Linked DNA regions of Ovis aries: region 1 is linked to region 2. A link is a contact called in public Hi-C data. All regions are on one chromosome and are shown on one strand. Each heading gives the region's core, a stretch centred on a gene start, on an enhancer-like site or on the middle of the called end of the contact. The rest is flanking DNA. Distances are from core to core; before and after follow the strand shown. Region 1 holds the start of LOC132657885 (a long non-coding RNA gene). Region 2 overlaps TRABD2B (TraB domain containing 2B).

Region 1 (6,633 bases), core at 3,858-6,357, 210 kb before region 2:
ACATAAAAGAGGAGGGAGGGGCTGAGAGCAGGGCAGGCATTGGATAGGGGATTCTGGAATGAGCTGTGAGCACATCGTGCACCTTCCTGTACTCCCTCCTGAGCTCAAGCCTGACAAGAGTGCATTTTAATGGGATACTTGGAGAGCTTGATATTTTCCTTTCTTTGGAGGACGCAGTGGACTGGAATCTGACCCCCACAGCTAAATCTAAAGGGCAGAGGCTGACTGGCCAGGTCTTCTAACAACAGAGTAAAGAGAGGTGACTGTACAAAGGGCAACCTGCATTCTCAGAATTTATCAGGCAGAAAACACCAAAGTGTTTCCTCTGAACCAGATCTGGACCAAATGAGAGGGAGATGGCATAGGTCAGCTGGACCCTGTCAGAGGACCATGTAGAGGAAGGAAAGACCTCATCAGAAAGAGGTTGGTGGTACCGGCAGCTACCTAGAGCCTGTGAAGGAGCGGGAAGTAGCCAGCTGGAATAGAAATGCATTTACCCACACCAAAGAGGAACCTGTATGGGGAGAGGGTGGATTTTCTCCAAAGAACCAGCAAAAACACCCCATGAGAGAACAAGCAAGGTTAAATGTCTGCCAAGCCCAGAGAGCATTGACCCTGGGTCTTTGAGTCTGTACTAACTAGTCAGGTAAGTACTATGTTGCCCCCTTTTCCTTCTCTTTCCCTCTATCCCTGACAATGGAGAGATAAAAAATCCACGATGGTTAGCAAGATGAGGAAAGAGAAGTAATGCTTTAGGCACAAAAAGAAAGAAGAAACTGAGTCTTGTTCTCACTGCACGAAACTTACCAGCAGTAGCTCCAGGTCCAAGTGGAAAAGTGAAGTTTGAGGTTTATTACTGCTCATATTGCTAAATAGTAGTAATAGTAGTTCATTATCGAGCAGAAATAATATTTTGTGAGTTAAAATAAACAGGGAGCTCTGTATTGTCAAAGAAAAAACAGAACGGTCATGTTTTCATGCAATGGGGCGGAAGAGATCTTACCTGCAGGATGACTAGTAAAGGTTGTTTCGTGATTATTCCGTGAGTGAGATTCCATGAGTCCCACTTGTTCATGTGACAGTTACATGACTTGGCATTTGTCATCCCTGACATGTAGCTCGACTTGAGTGCACCTTCTGCCGTTTCTCCTGGCCTGGGGAATCAGCAGTGGACAAGGACTATCACCTAAGGCATCACTGAGTGGCTACTATGTATCTGACCCTGACTCCATTCCAGGGAAGAGATAGGAGGAAAAGATCCAGTCTCAGTTTCTGGCGAACACACAGTTCACAGGACTGGGACGCCCTTACAGTGTCCAGATAGGGAGACAAAGACCCGGAGCGGAGCTAGAGCTTCTTAAACCTGTTGTAGAACCAGACATGGAACCTGGCCCTCTTGTGGCCATCTTCTACACATGTCCATGGCTCCATATACCTTCCTCTTAGAGTATCTAAGACACAGTGGAATCAAGTGCCTGGGTGGCTAATCTGATCTATCATTTACTGAGCTCCTACTATGCGTCAGGCTCCTTATGTATGCGAGTTCTGCCAAAATAGAAATATCACTAGCATTGGCACAGATGAGAAAAACTGAGACCCATAAGGTTAAATGACTTGCCTAGAGTTATATGGCCATTCAAAGGTAGAGCTGGGATTTAAACAGGTCCATCTGGCTCCAAAGCTAGAGGTCCTGTCCCCCAACCATGCTGCCTCTCCCAAGGACTGCTAAAGTCAGGAAAGAGAAATTTCAGCCAGGCTGCTGTCAAGCCTGTATCCTCAGAGCCCCATATGGAGCCGCCAGCTGCCCCACAGTGCCGTCTTTGAGGGAAGGAACCAGTCCAGACTCACCTACACACTCACTAGCCATCCCAAAGCCAAGACAACTGCAGTAGGCTAGCACTTTCCCAATACCTTTCCAGGAATAAAAAGTGATGCAAATTTTTTAAATTCGTAAAACAGTGTGAATAACTTTTTAATTAGTTGGCAAATTACATGGCCAGGGGCCTTAGTCTGTTCTCTGAAATAGGCATTAATTTTACTAACTTGTTTATTCCTTACGCAGGTTAAGTTGATTCTTTGTGAAGGTTGGGTGCATAGGTGTGTGGTAAAGTTCTGATTACGTTTGGCAAGAATCTTGGCTGGGGTAGACAAGGGAAGTTCCTTGTAGATTTTACTTCTGATGGTGAACTTGGCCTCCATCACTCCCTCCTGAAACCCAACTATTTGCGGGCGGAAACGAGGGATTTTAAAAAAGATAAGGAAAGAAATAAATTAGAGGGGGAAACAACTGGAGGATAAATAATCCTCTTAAAACAGTCACTGGGAGAAGCAATGGAGAGAGTCCTGGATAGGGGGTGGTGTGGTTTCCAGCTGGGCTCCCTTGCTCGGTGGCTTCTGGGCCTTAGGCAGATAGCCATCCTGTTTAGGCCTCTGTCTCCCTGTCTGTAACATGTCTGCAACAGATAATCCACATTCTGAGGTCCTACATCCCGTCTGCCAAGAGGATGGAGTGGGACATGATCTGATAAAGTGACTGGACTTTTACAAAGCACTGTCCACACAGAAAGCTATGGCATACCCTTGATGCCTGGACCAAGGTCCTTGGGTGTCAGCAGAGCCAAACCCAGTGCCAGCAAGGGAGGCTTCAGGGTGATGTGTGAGGAAAGGATATCCCTTAGTGAGCTCCTGGAAGGGCCTTGCAGGGGATCTACAGTGTGGGGGCGTGGTGGGAGTGAGTATGCTGGGCCTGCCCAATGCACGTCAGCATGTGTCCGGGCCCCTGGAGTGTGCACGTGATGGCTTGTACGTGAGGGTGTGGTGTGTGTGAATACCTGTGTTTCCGCAGTGAGGAAGGGAAGTGCATGATTTCATTCACTCCACTGGCATGGTCTGAGGATTTATCAGTCCTCTGCTCTAAGCACTGGGGATTCAGTGACGTACAAGACAGACTAGTTCCTGTGAGTGCGTGCATGCACATAGGTGAGCGCATGAGAGGATTTACGTATACTGGTGAGGATATGTCTGTGTGAAAGCATACATCCGCATCTGCGTACATGAGGGAATGCATGCTTGTGGGAGTCTGCATGTGAGCATTTGGGAATCTGAGTGTTTGTGTTTTTATGCAAAAGAGAGGAACAATTCCATGAGAAACAATTCCCCAGCATCCTAGAGGGTATCAAATCTTGATAAAATGCCTTAAAGTCTTGAAGGGCCCTGAGATATCATCTTGCCCAGTCCTGAATTCCAAGATAGAGATAGAGGCCCAGAGAAAACCAGCTGTGTGTAGAAGTCAACCAGGAGCAAAACAGAAGGTCCAGAATTTATACCTGCTGACTCTGAGCCCAAGAGGCTTTTTCTACTGAAGATATGAAAGTGCAAATTAACTGAGACTCAGAGGTTTTAGGGAAAAGGCCAGAGTACACAGCTGGTTCAACCTGTACCTGAATGCAAGCCACTGAATTCCAGTGCCCAGAGTCTTTTAACAGTCTTGCATTTCCTTTCAAATACAGGACAAATATGTTCATAACATGGCTGAGGATGAAGTGAATTTAAGCACTCCCATCCCTAATGAGTGTACCACAGGCCAGCTGGAAAGATTTTTGTCAAACACCTGGGGACAGGCTCACGCTGGGAACTAAAGGGCCCCCCTCCTCCTATGGACAGAGGAGCCTAAAGGGCTCACTAAGAGTTGGGCACAACTGAATGACTAGCTCACACACTCCTCATCTTCAGGAGCCACATGGAGGAAGTCAGATCGGGCCTCCAGAGCCCCATTCCCTGCCTCCTCCAGAGACAGAGCAACTGTGATCTCCAGGGGCTCCAAGGACAGCCCCGTGGGGCTGTGGCAAGTCAGGACCCATGGGACGCGTGGCCCCAGTAATCTCATTGTGATGCTCAGGCGAGATTTTTTTCTGTATGGGTCCTTCCAGCCACTGGGGATTCTGTGCCCTCACACCCATCAGAGATGCCGCATATTTTCCCTTCAGTGGCAAAGACATGGACCTTTGCGTCAGTGCCAGCCTGGCTTCCCACGCCCTGAACTAGTGCAGCCACCCAGAGCCTCCACACGGCACACTCAGACCTGCCCCATCACTAAGCCCAGAGGAGATAGCGACCGCTCCCATCAGAGGCTGAAATCTAGACTTTGTCTGGTTTTCCTAAATCTACTGTCAGGTTTATCTGCCCAAGACTCTCTGGCTCTGCCACTCTTTCCAGATATTTCCTGCCCTCACTTCCATTCCTATTTCCTCAAATTGCTGACAGTTCCTACTATAACAAAGGCAGAACACCCAGCATCTGACTTCAAGGACAACCAAACCCTTCCTGGACAACCAAACCCTTTCTGGACATTCCCACTGCTGGCCCTAGTCAGAGGCCCTAGAACAGAAGGGGCCTGGACTCTCCACCCCCTGCTGAACTTTGAACTCCAAGACTGGTCACTCTGCTGACCTAAGGCCATGCCAGCCCTAACATTTTCCTTGTCTTAGCAACCAAGCCTCCCACATGCCTTTGGTCAAGCTTACCCAATTTACCACACTGAGCTGATTTCATCTAACTTTTTTGGCCCCAGAGCCTCTAACCTCACTCCACCCTAAACCCTGAAACCGACTCCTGGCCCCACTTGAAAGCCTTTCAGACTGAGTGAAAGTTATCTTCTGCCCCAAGTGTGTTGTCATCAAGACCCCTTGGGTACTTCCTTCCTGACCAGAAATGCCATCAGAGAGTCCAGTAAGCACTGGGCTCACCGCCCTCATCAAGGTCTCCCTAGCGTCTGCTCCCAAAACAAAGTTGTCAGAAAACACACCCAAGAAAATTGTCAGGAAGCCACCAGTCGTCCAAATTATTTACTGTCCCCTGGCACATAGCCAGCTAGATGCTGGCCATTCAGACTCTGGGAAAATATTTATGTGGGTTCTGATGGATGCTTGGCCAGGAAAGACTGCCTGCTGTCATCTTTTCTTCCTGCTGATAAGGCAAAGCAACACATGTCAGACAGCTCTTAGAAGGGCCTGGCGGCGGGGACCTGGCATCTGATCAGAGTGAGGTTAATGGCTGCAACCCTCTGTTCCAGTTCCATCTCTGCCACCACCAGCTCTGCCCTTCCCAGGGCAGAAGTTCCTCCATCTGTAACATCATGGACCAGACTGGATGACCTCGGTGTCTCAGATCCTGTGAGATTGTGACTCAGACAGAATCTGATCTCATTTCCAGATCTGCCATTTTGATGGCATTGGCTCATCACAGAGCTATTTTTCTTGGCACCCTGGAAACGTTCCTGAAATTCCAGCATCCTAGAATTTCTCTTTCCACTGATCCAGTTTCAGTAACCAGATGGGAGAACTCCATCTGGAGGGGGAAGATCTGAGCCTAAAATAAGAGTAAACTGGAAGAGGGGAAATTGAGGTCAAGCAGTGTTGGTCATGCACCCAGTGTTGGCAAAGCTCGATGCTGAGCTCACTGGGACAGCAAAGGGTCCCCAGCAAAAGGCCTCCTGTCCTTTAAGCCACACTGAGCTCCAGTTCTGTGCCCCAAGAGCTCCCAGTAGGCAGTGTGGAATGGACCCCAAGGCTCATCTTATTCCCCAATTGGTCCTTATGCACGCTTCTTCCTGCCCACGAACCCAGGGCCTCCACACGCTGCCCTCAGCTCTGCAGTTCTGTCCTTGTCCAAGATCATCTTAGATGCCTCGCTGGGAGGAGTTTCAGCCTCCTCAGCTCCCACCTCTTGTAGATGACCTGACTCTCAGGTCCCTCTCCATTTCAGAGTTTACACCTGCTCCCTCTGAAGATGCCTGCAAAGTAACAAAGTCACAGATATGGACATAGGACAGAGGTTCAGGTGCCCCCAGAGTCCCTCCACTGTCTCTGGATGGCTTCTCTGAGATGTTCCATGACATCTCAGGACCTTCTGCCTACCTCACTTTCCCTGAGCAGGGAGCTCCCTCAGCCTTCCTCTCTCCTCAGACCCAAAGTTCTCCGGGAAGTTTCCATGTGCCAGTCTGAAGGGGCAATGCTGTAGCTGTGCTGGCCACTGAGAAATTAGAATGTAGGAGCCTTCCAGGAAGGGTGAGTGCGTTCAATGGCTATTTCCCTGAGAGAATACTCAGGACAGACATCACTGCTGTTTACCCAGTCTGAAGAAGTGCTCCTCTAGACCCTCCTTTTCTCCATTCAACAGACTCACTTAACTCCCCTCCTGTGCTGGACATTGTACAAGGTGTGATGGAGGGCAGGCGCACAGGCAGACACAGAACTGCTCCCTTCATCTGCCCCAGGTGCCTGGGATCCTAGAGCAAGACCAGACCAGCCTCTCAGCCTCTACCATCTCATGCCCTCATCACACCTCCTCTCCTCTTCACCTGCCTCACTCCTGGAATCATGATATCATAGGAGGGCAGAGACCAATCTAAGGAACTTAGACAATCTGTGAAATGAGTAAGAATGGAGCTGTATGAACAGAGATGTGGATAAAGAATACAGATAAGGACTAGCTTCTACCTGCAGAGAAGGCAATGGCAACCCACTCCAGTATTCTTGTCCAGAAAATCCCAAGGATGGAGGAGCCTGGTAGGCTGCAGTCCATGGGGTCGCTAAGAGTCGGACACAACTGAGCGACTTCACTTTCACTTTTCAC
Region 2 (7,187 bases), core at 2,437-4,936:
TATCTTGGGAGGTTCACTTGATTCCCATGAGCCTCGGTTTCCTCATCAATAAAATGGTGATAGTAATGGTCCCTGCCTCTTAGGGTTGATGGGAGGAGTCAGGAGAGCGATACTTGTGGAGTAATTTGCTCACATCTAGTATTGATACATGGCTCCCCTAGTAGCTAAGATGGTAAAGAATCTGCCTATAATTCAGGAGACCTGGGTTCGATCCCTGAGTTGGGAAGATCCTCTGGAGGAGGGCACGGCAACCCAATGGAGAATTCCATGGACAGAGGAGTCTGGCAGGCTATAGTCCATGGGGTTGCAAAGAGTCAGACACGACTGAGCAACGAACACTGGCAGTGGCAGTATTGATACTTAGTAAGTCAGCATCTGTGAGATCCACACACACACATGTTCTTCTCATTTAATTCTCTCCATGCCCCTATGGAGTTGGAAGTATCACTCTGATTATGGTTGAGTATCATCACCTAAGGTCACGCACCTGGCAAGTAACAGAGAAGGCCTCCACCAGGACTCTCTGACTCTAGAAAACTATCTGACATTTCTTCAGCTTATGTGTCACTCAAAAGAAGACTTACATTTCTTACTGAGTGTAATGTCAAAAAGCAACTTCTCCCCTTCTCTCTCTTTACTTCCCTTCCTGTCCCTTCCCTCCAGTCTGTGACTCTAAAGTCTAAGCAGACCCTGAGTGAAGGATTTGAATACAAGTCATGTTTTTGAGACTGAACCCAGGGCATTGGGGAAGTGAGCTTGGCAGAGGAAGCCCAATCTTCTGGGATACGCTGAGAATCACATTAACACTTCACAGTGGCAATGCACCTCACAATTATACACCCAGGAGGCAGGGGAGTTGAGGTATTAATACCCTGGCTCTTGTCCATCACTGGTCCAGAGGATGGCATTCTTTCCCCAGCGCTGGCTGGCTCAGGGTGGGGTAGACCTGAGTGGTCAGAGAAAGCCTCAGGCAAAAACACGCAGGGGCTGGAAGTTGGAAGTTGGCCAGGAGTGGAGATATGGTGGGACGTGGGCAGGGAACCCAACCCACGGAAGTGTCTTGGACGTGTGCCACTGCACACATGATTCCGGACTATAATTGTCCACTTCCCTCTCTCCCACCAGCTCCTTAGGGCAGAGTCTCATATGTCACAGTGCATGGCTTCAGTACTGGACGAATGTTCATTGAATGAATGAATCTAGATTCTTGGACTCCTACTGTCTCCAGGCCAGAAGAGGTCTTTGGGGTCATTTGCCAACATGCTGTGTGATGTTTGGTTGTTTCATACTGTCTTGCTGGCAAACACAGCACAGCCAGGAGCAGCCTGCTCTGTGATAAGATAGCTCAGACTGCAAGACAGTTCTTCATCACTGTCATCTGTGTCCACTGGCTCTGTGTCCAGGCCTTTGCTCCATGCCCCAGCCAAAGGGCCTGGACTAGCTCCGAAGCAAAGCTTGCAGCATCCTCTGAGGACTTGCAATGGCAGAAGTTTCCCTAAGAAGCCGTCCCTCCTCTGCCATGGCCCAATGACACATTTGTGTGTGTGTCCAGCTGCCTCCCTGCTGAGGGTGGGAAGTAGGTTTTCTTCGGTATAAACAAGTAGCTCAGAGACCCAAGGCCAGGGAATTTGATCTGGGGTGAACGCCTGGGTTTTGCAATTCTCCTGTGAGTCTGTGGGCCAGCGCTGGCCGGGTCTGCATCTCCTTCTGGAAGGAACAGGCCTGTGAAACCCTACATTGTGCCAAATGTCCCATCAGGGGATTCCACTTTCGGCTGCAAGGGGGTGGGGACTGAGTGAGAAGGCAGTTGTGTAACTCCGGGTGTCAACCACAACTGTAACAAAGGCCAAAGCACCAGGCAGGGACCAAGTTAGCCTTGAGGGGCCAAGTGTGCCCTGTCCTTCCTCCCCTCCTCCGGTTCCAAGGGCAGCCCCGTCCATCTCCTCATCCAGCAAACAAACCTCACAGGCTCACACGTGGTTTAACAAAAGCAGCAGAGACTCACGAAGCCCCCGCTTCATGATGGTCTGCCAGATGATGGATACAGCGAAGCAAAGATGCAACTTCTGTTGTCCCAGAACTCACGTTCTAGCTACTAGGGGCATCAAGAGGTGCCCACTTGGTCAGTAGGGAAGAATCAGAACTAAGAGTCAGAAGACTTGGGTTCGGGTCTAGGCAAATCTCAGGTAAACCTCTCTCAAGTCAGTGTGGGCTGCTGTAACAGATATCACAGACTGAGGACTTCAGCAGCAGATGTCTGCTTTCCCGTGGAGTCAGGGATCACAGGGTGCTGGCAGGGTTGGCATCCTCTGAAGCCCCTCTCCTGCGCTTGCAGGCAGCCACCCTCTTCCTGCCTCTGCACAGGGCTATCCCTCTATACACACGTGTTTGCCATGTTGCACACACGTGTGCAGCCTCTCCATGTGTCCTCATCTCTTCTTACTAGGGCACTAGTCAGTCTGAGCTAGGACCCACCTTGAAGACCTCATTTTAACTAGCAGCTGTTGTTGTTCGGTAGCTCAGTCGTGTCCAACTCTTTGCGACCCCATGGACTGCAGCACACCAGGCTTCCCTGTCCATCACCAACTCCCAGAGCTTGCTTAAACTCATGTCCAACCAGTTGGTGAGGCCATCCACCCATCTCATCCTCTGTTGTTCCCTTCTCCTCCTTCCTTCACTCTTTCCCATCATCAGGGCCTTTTCTTTTTTTTTTTTTTTTAATTAATTTAATTTCCCGAGGCCGCGCAGACCTAGTAACCACCATCTTCCAGGCGTGCGGCCCCCGCAGCCTCCCTCTGTTCCCCCATCAGGGCCTTTTCTAATGAGTCAGTTCTTTGCATCATGTAGCCAAAGTTTTGAAGCTTCAACTTCAGCACCAGTTCTTCCAATGAATATTCAGGGATGACTTCCTATAACATTGGCTGGTTTGATCTCCAGCACTACAATTTGAAAGCATCAGTTCTTCAGTGCTCAGCCTTCTTCATGGTCTAACTCTCACAACAGTACACGACTACTGGAAAAACCATATTTTTGTCTATATGGATCTCTGCTGGCAAAGTTATATCTTTACTTTTCAATACTCCATCTCTGAGTACAGTCACTTTCTGAGGTCAGAGCGTCAACATGAAGTTGGGGATGGGGATACAGTTCAGCCCATAGCAGCCACCCAGCTACTCTGCTTCTCAGACTTCCTGCCTCAACCCAGGTCAACGACTAGGCAACCTGTGAGCACCACATCTATGTGTGAAGGTTGCTGATTGTGGACCCAAAGGGACAAAGGCAGCTGGGGCATTTCAGAAAGCCATGGCCACAGGGGAGACATTTTGGGGACGTGTGATGGATTATCCGGGAAGACAGACAAGCTCTCCCTTTTCTTCTGTCCCAGGGACACAGGGTCAAGAAGAGCCAGGAGCCAGGACTGCGGGCCAGGCTGTGGCTGCACATTTACCCTCATCCTCTGTTGCAAAGGGAGTGTGGGTGGTGGAGAAACCGCAGTGGGTGGGGCAGGTGGCCTGGGCTCATGCTCCCTGCAACCAGGGATATTGGTGAGCCCTTCGTTTCCTCGTTTGTATCATGAGCAAGGAGAGAATTTAACCTCAAAGATTATTCAGTTGTGTAACCCTGGGTGCTGACCACAGCTGTAACAAAGGCAGAAACACGGGCTAGGGGCCAAGTGTGCTTCCAGGGACCAGGCTTGGCTGACTGTTCTCTGATATTATGTCTGGGACTCTGGATTCTCGGATCCTCTATGAGCCTGTGACCAGAGTCTCATTCTACCCACTTGGAACAGCCTGAGCCCTGAGACTGGTCACAGCCCAAGCCTGACCCTGGTCATAGACCAGGCTTGAGGAATGCAGATGGCATCGTTCGTGACACTTCTGTTACAGGAATCACACCAAGCATTGGGAGTAATGCATGGATCCCCTTCTTAGGACTCCATCTCCCATTAAGGGGCTGATTTATGTAACATTTCAGGTCAGGCCCTCATCAGAGAAAAGATAGCCCCCAACCTCCGCCTTCTCCATTCTGTTTTGTGGTCCTCGGACTGGGCACCTGGGGCAGAGGGAGGCTGCCTTGCTTCCTGGGGGTGCGACAGAGTCCAGGGTGTGGTGGGACCAGTATAGCCTTGAGAGACTCATCGCTCAAAAGTTTGTCCCAAGCTCCAGGGCCCTCAGGTAGCTGGAATTTATGGTGTCAGCCCCGCCCCATGTCATTAATAAAGGAAAATTAGCCTCTCTGGGTCAGGACATATTTCACTGGAGTCTGAGGGCTGTAATGAGGCTCTAGCAAAGCCCCAATGTGCCATATGAATTTTATATGCCCTGTTTCCTACAAGTTCTGAACAGCTCGGCCGATTTATAAGGTAATGATTTTTCCATCCATAATTTCTTTCGTATGATTTTTGTAATGTGGACACTTCCCTCTCCTGGCTGGGCTGTGTGCAGCCTAGTCAAGTGGATGCAAGCAGGGCAAGGTGGGAGAACTCGCTTCTCAAGCCCAGATCCTGCCAGAGCTACCCACCAGCTCTATAGCCGGCATGAAGGAGTCCTGAGCTCCGTCATGCATTGGTGGCTGACTGCCAGCAGCCACGCTGGGCAGTGATACCCAGCCACCCACCCCCACCCCGGGGCCTAAATTTCCACACCTTTCCGGTGAAGAGCGCACTCTTTAGATCATTCTCCATAACTCCATCAAGAACATTTACAGTCATCGTACCCACATTTCTTGGTACATAATTACCCAAGTCAGGCACTGTGCTGGGTGTTGCAAGCACAAGGGTGAATTAAATACAGGCCTCCCTCCAAGAGGAGCTCTATAAAAGGAGTTATATGTGCTGAGAACACAGAGGTGACTGATCCTTCCTTCCTGTGGGAACCACAGAGGGCTTCATGGGGGAGGCACTTGTGAAGACCAGCATGAAGGGGAAGCATTTTGCCTGGCCAGAAAGGACTCATTTCAGGCTTTGTCAGTTAGGGTCATATTGCTTTGGCTGTGGACCCAGCTTCCCTGATTGCAGGACCCCCTTCAGGATCCCCTGCAAGACCCCAGAGGAGTAGCTGGCTCTCGGGAAAGCCCTTTTTGGCCTCCTGTTCCAAGGCCAATACCTCCGCTCCAGATGCCCCAGTGGGGAGGGGTTTGGAGCAGAAACACCTGGGAGAAGCCCCTGCACACCCATAAATCTGCCCATCTCCATCCTTTGATGTGGACTCTCCTGTCTCCCAAGCATCACTGCCCGGGAGGTAGCTATTGAACTGAGGGTCAGAGGGCACCCAACCTTCATTTTTGAGTGAGTGTGTGTGCTTTAACCTAACCTAGCCTGTGTTATGTTAAGCTGGAATGTCTTATGGGATGGGAATCACTCCCAGTCTAGGTGGGTGTTACAGCCCCCTCTGGTCACCCATTGTCCGTGTACCAGCTCAACAGTGGACTGAAGTGGAAAAACCCAGAGAGTCCCCCAGATGCTTAGTCTGTAGCCCTAAGGAGCTCCTGCAAGGAACTTTTTTCCTTCTGTTCCCTGAAATGGCCGGATGTACTGACCTCCCAGAGATCCAAACTCCATATTTCATGCACCTCACTGACTGTCTTACTCAACCACCCAGGCTCCTCAAAGGTAGGGGCAGCTGCCAGTCCTTTCAACAGGTGAGGAAACCAAGCCCAGAACAGTTGCATCACCTGCTGGGGCCATGCAGCAAATTGGAGAAACAGGATTCTGACTCCTGGATGGGCACACACCATTTCTATCAGGTTGCTCCATCTCACGGTCCAGGTGTGAGCTGAGACCATTTTGAAGATGAGCCAGACTGGCTGGGTGGCTGGGTGAGTGTCAGTAGTGCCAGAGGAGTGTGGGGTGGAAATGATGATGGAGCAGCCCTTGGCATCCCTCTTTCCCACTTCTCAGAAGTTGGTACATTTCCCTTGGGAAAAAGAAAAAAGCCACTTCAACTTTCCTGTAATAAAGTTTCCTAATTAACTGGAGGGGGAGGCATGCTGAGTGTTATTAACCACATCTTAACTATATACTATATTGAGTCTTTTTTTTTTAACCCTTGCATTGAGAGGCGTAGGAGTCTTTGCACAGAAGCTGTTAAAGTATTGCCATAAAGCCAAACTTGGGAGGTTCGTATGCCTGGTCACACACCAGGCCCCCAGTGCAAATATGTAAGATGATATGTACTCCCTCCAGCCCTTGACATGCCAGACATGCGGGTCAACCCCAGAGAAAAGAAACCCACTGTGTGAGTCGGCAAGCATCTTCTAGCCACCTGAGCTTCCCAGGTGGCTCAATGGTAAAGAATCTGTCTGCCAGTGCAGGAGACACAGGTTCAATCCCTGGGTTGGGTATATCCCCAGAGAAGAAGATGGCTACCCACTCTAGTATTCTTGCCTGGGAAATCCCAGGCCTGGGATTTCCTGGTGGGCTACAGTCCCAAGGGTCACAAAGAGACTTCATGACTTAGTGACTGGGCACGCACACATACACATACTAAGCACCTATTGTTTGCTGGGCTTTGTTCTGGGGATTTCAAGTTGACTACAGCATGTTTATTTCCCCAAAGAAGTGCACAGTTTAATGGGGACTAAACACATTAGAAGGAAATTACTCAGATTATAAAAAATGTATTTCTCACTACAAAAAAAAAATAATCTCTCAGCAGTCACACTGCCTTGGGCCATATACTCATATTCTTTATACACAAAGGTCCTAAAGACAGATTTCAAACACCACCTGTTCAATGAATTTGCTGCATGTACCCCTGGAAAAGGATGTGTTGTTGTTATTATTATTGCCATTACTAGCGTATTTAGAGTCAGACTTCCGTGGTCCATATCCCACCTCCACCATTTACTAGCTGGGTGACCATGGGCAAGTTACTTTACCTTTCCGTCCCAGTCTCTCAGTATAAAAGAAGAGAGTAATAGCGCCCATCTCACAGATTGTCTAGAAGATATCATGCCTGTAAATCTCTTAACCCAATACCAAACTCTTAGTAAGAGCAAAATAATTGCCCTGTATTGTTTTCATTCAGTCTCTTGGTCGTGTCTGACTCTTTGCAACCCTATGGACTGCAGCACCCCAGGCTTTCCTGTCCTCCACTCTCTCCTGGAGTTGGCTCAGACTCATGTCCATTGAGTCAATGATGCCATCCAACCATCTCATCTTCTGTTGCCCCCTTCTCCTCCTGCCC

Evidence for each region. Hi-C and Micro-C count contacts between places; a contact is called where the count stands out from the background.
Region 1: a Hi-C map of tail adipose tissue shows a contact between it and region 2, with 2.5 times the contacts expected there. The contact joins two enhancer-like sites. A contact is called at or near these places in 2 of 16 Hi-C or Micro-C datasets (skin fibroblasts and tail adipose tissue).

What each region holds. Positions count from the first base shown.
Region 1 is chr1:22,584,330-22,590,962 of ARS-UI_Ramb_v3.0, reverse strand. It overlaps LOC132657885 (a long non-coding RNA gene), which reads left to right and starts at 341. Exons shown (of 2, transcript XR_009596657.1): 1 at 341-646; 2 at 3,510-6,633. Within about 2 kb of position 5,107, at least 6 of the 54 cell types and tissues checked have an H3K27ac peak or open chromatin away from gene starts, as enhancers often do. A contact at or near this core is called in tail adipose tissue, where this site is marked.
Region 2 is chr1:22,368,665-22,375,851 of ARS-UI_Ramb_v3.0, reverse strand. The region is part of intron 2 of TRABD2B (TraB domain containing 2B); the gene reads left to right. Among named protein-coding and RNA genes, the nearest start is that of TRABD2B, 140 kb to the left of the region's middle. Within about 2 kb of position 3,686, at least 13 of the 54 cell types and tissues checked have an H3K27ac peak or open chromatin away from gene starts, as enhancers often do. A contact at or near this core is called in tail adipose tissue, where this site is marked.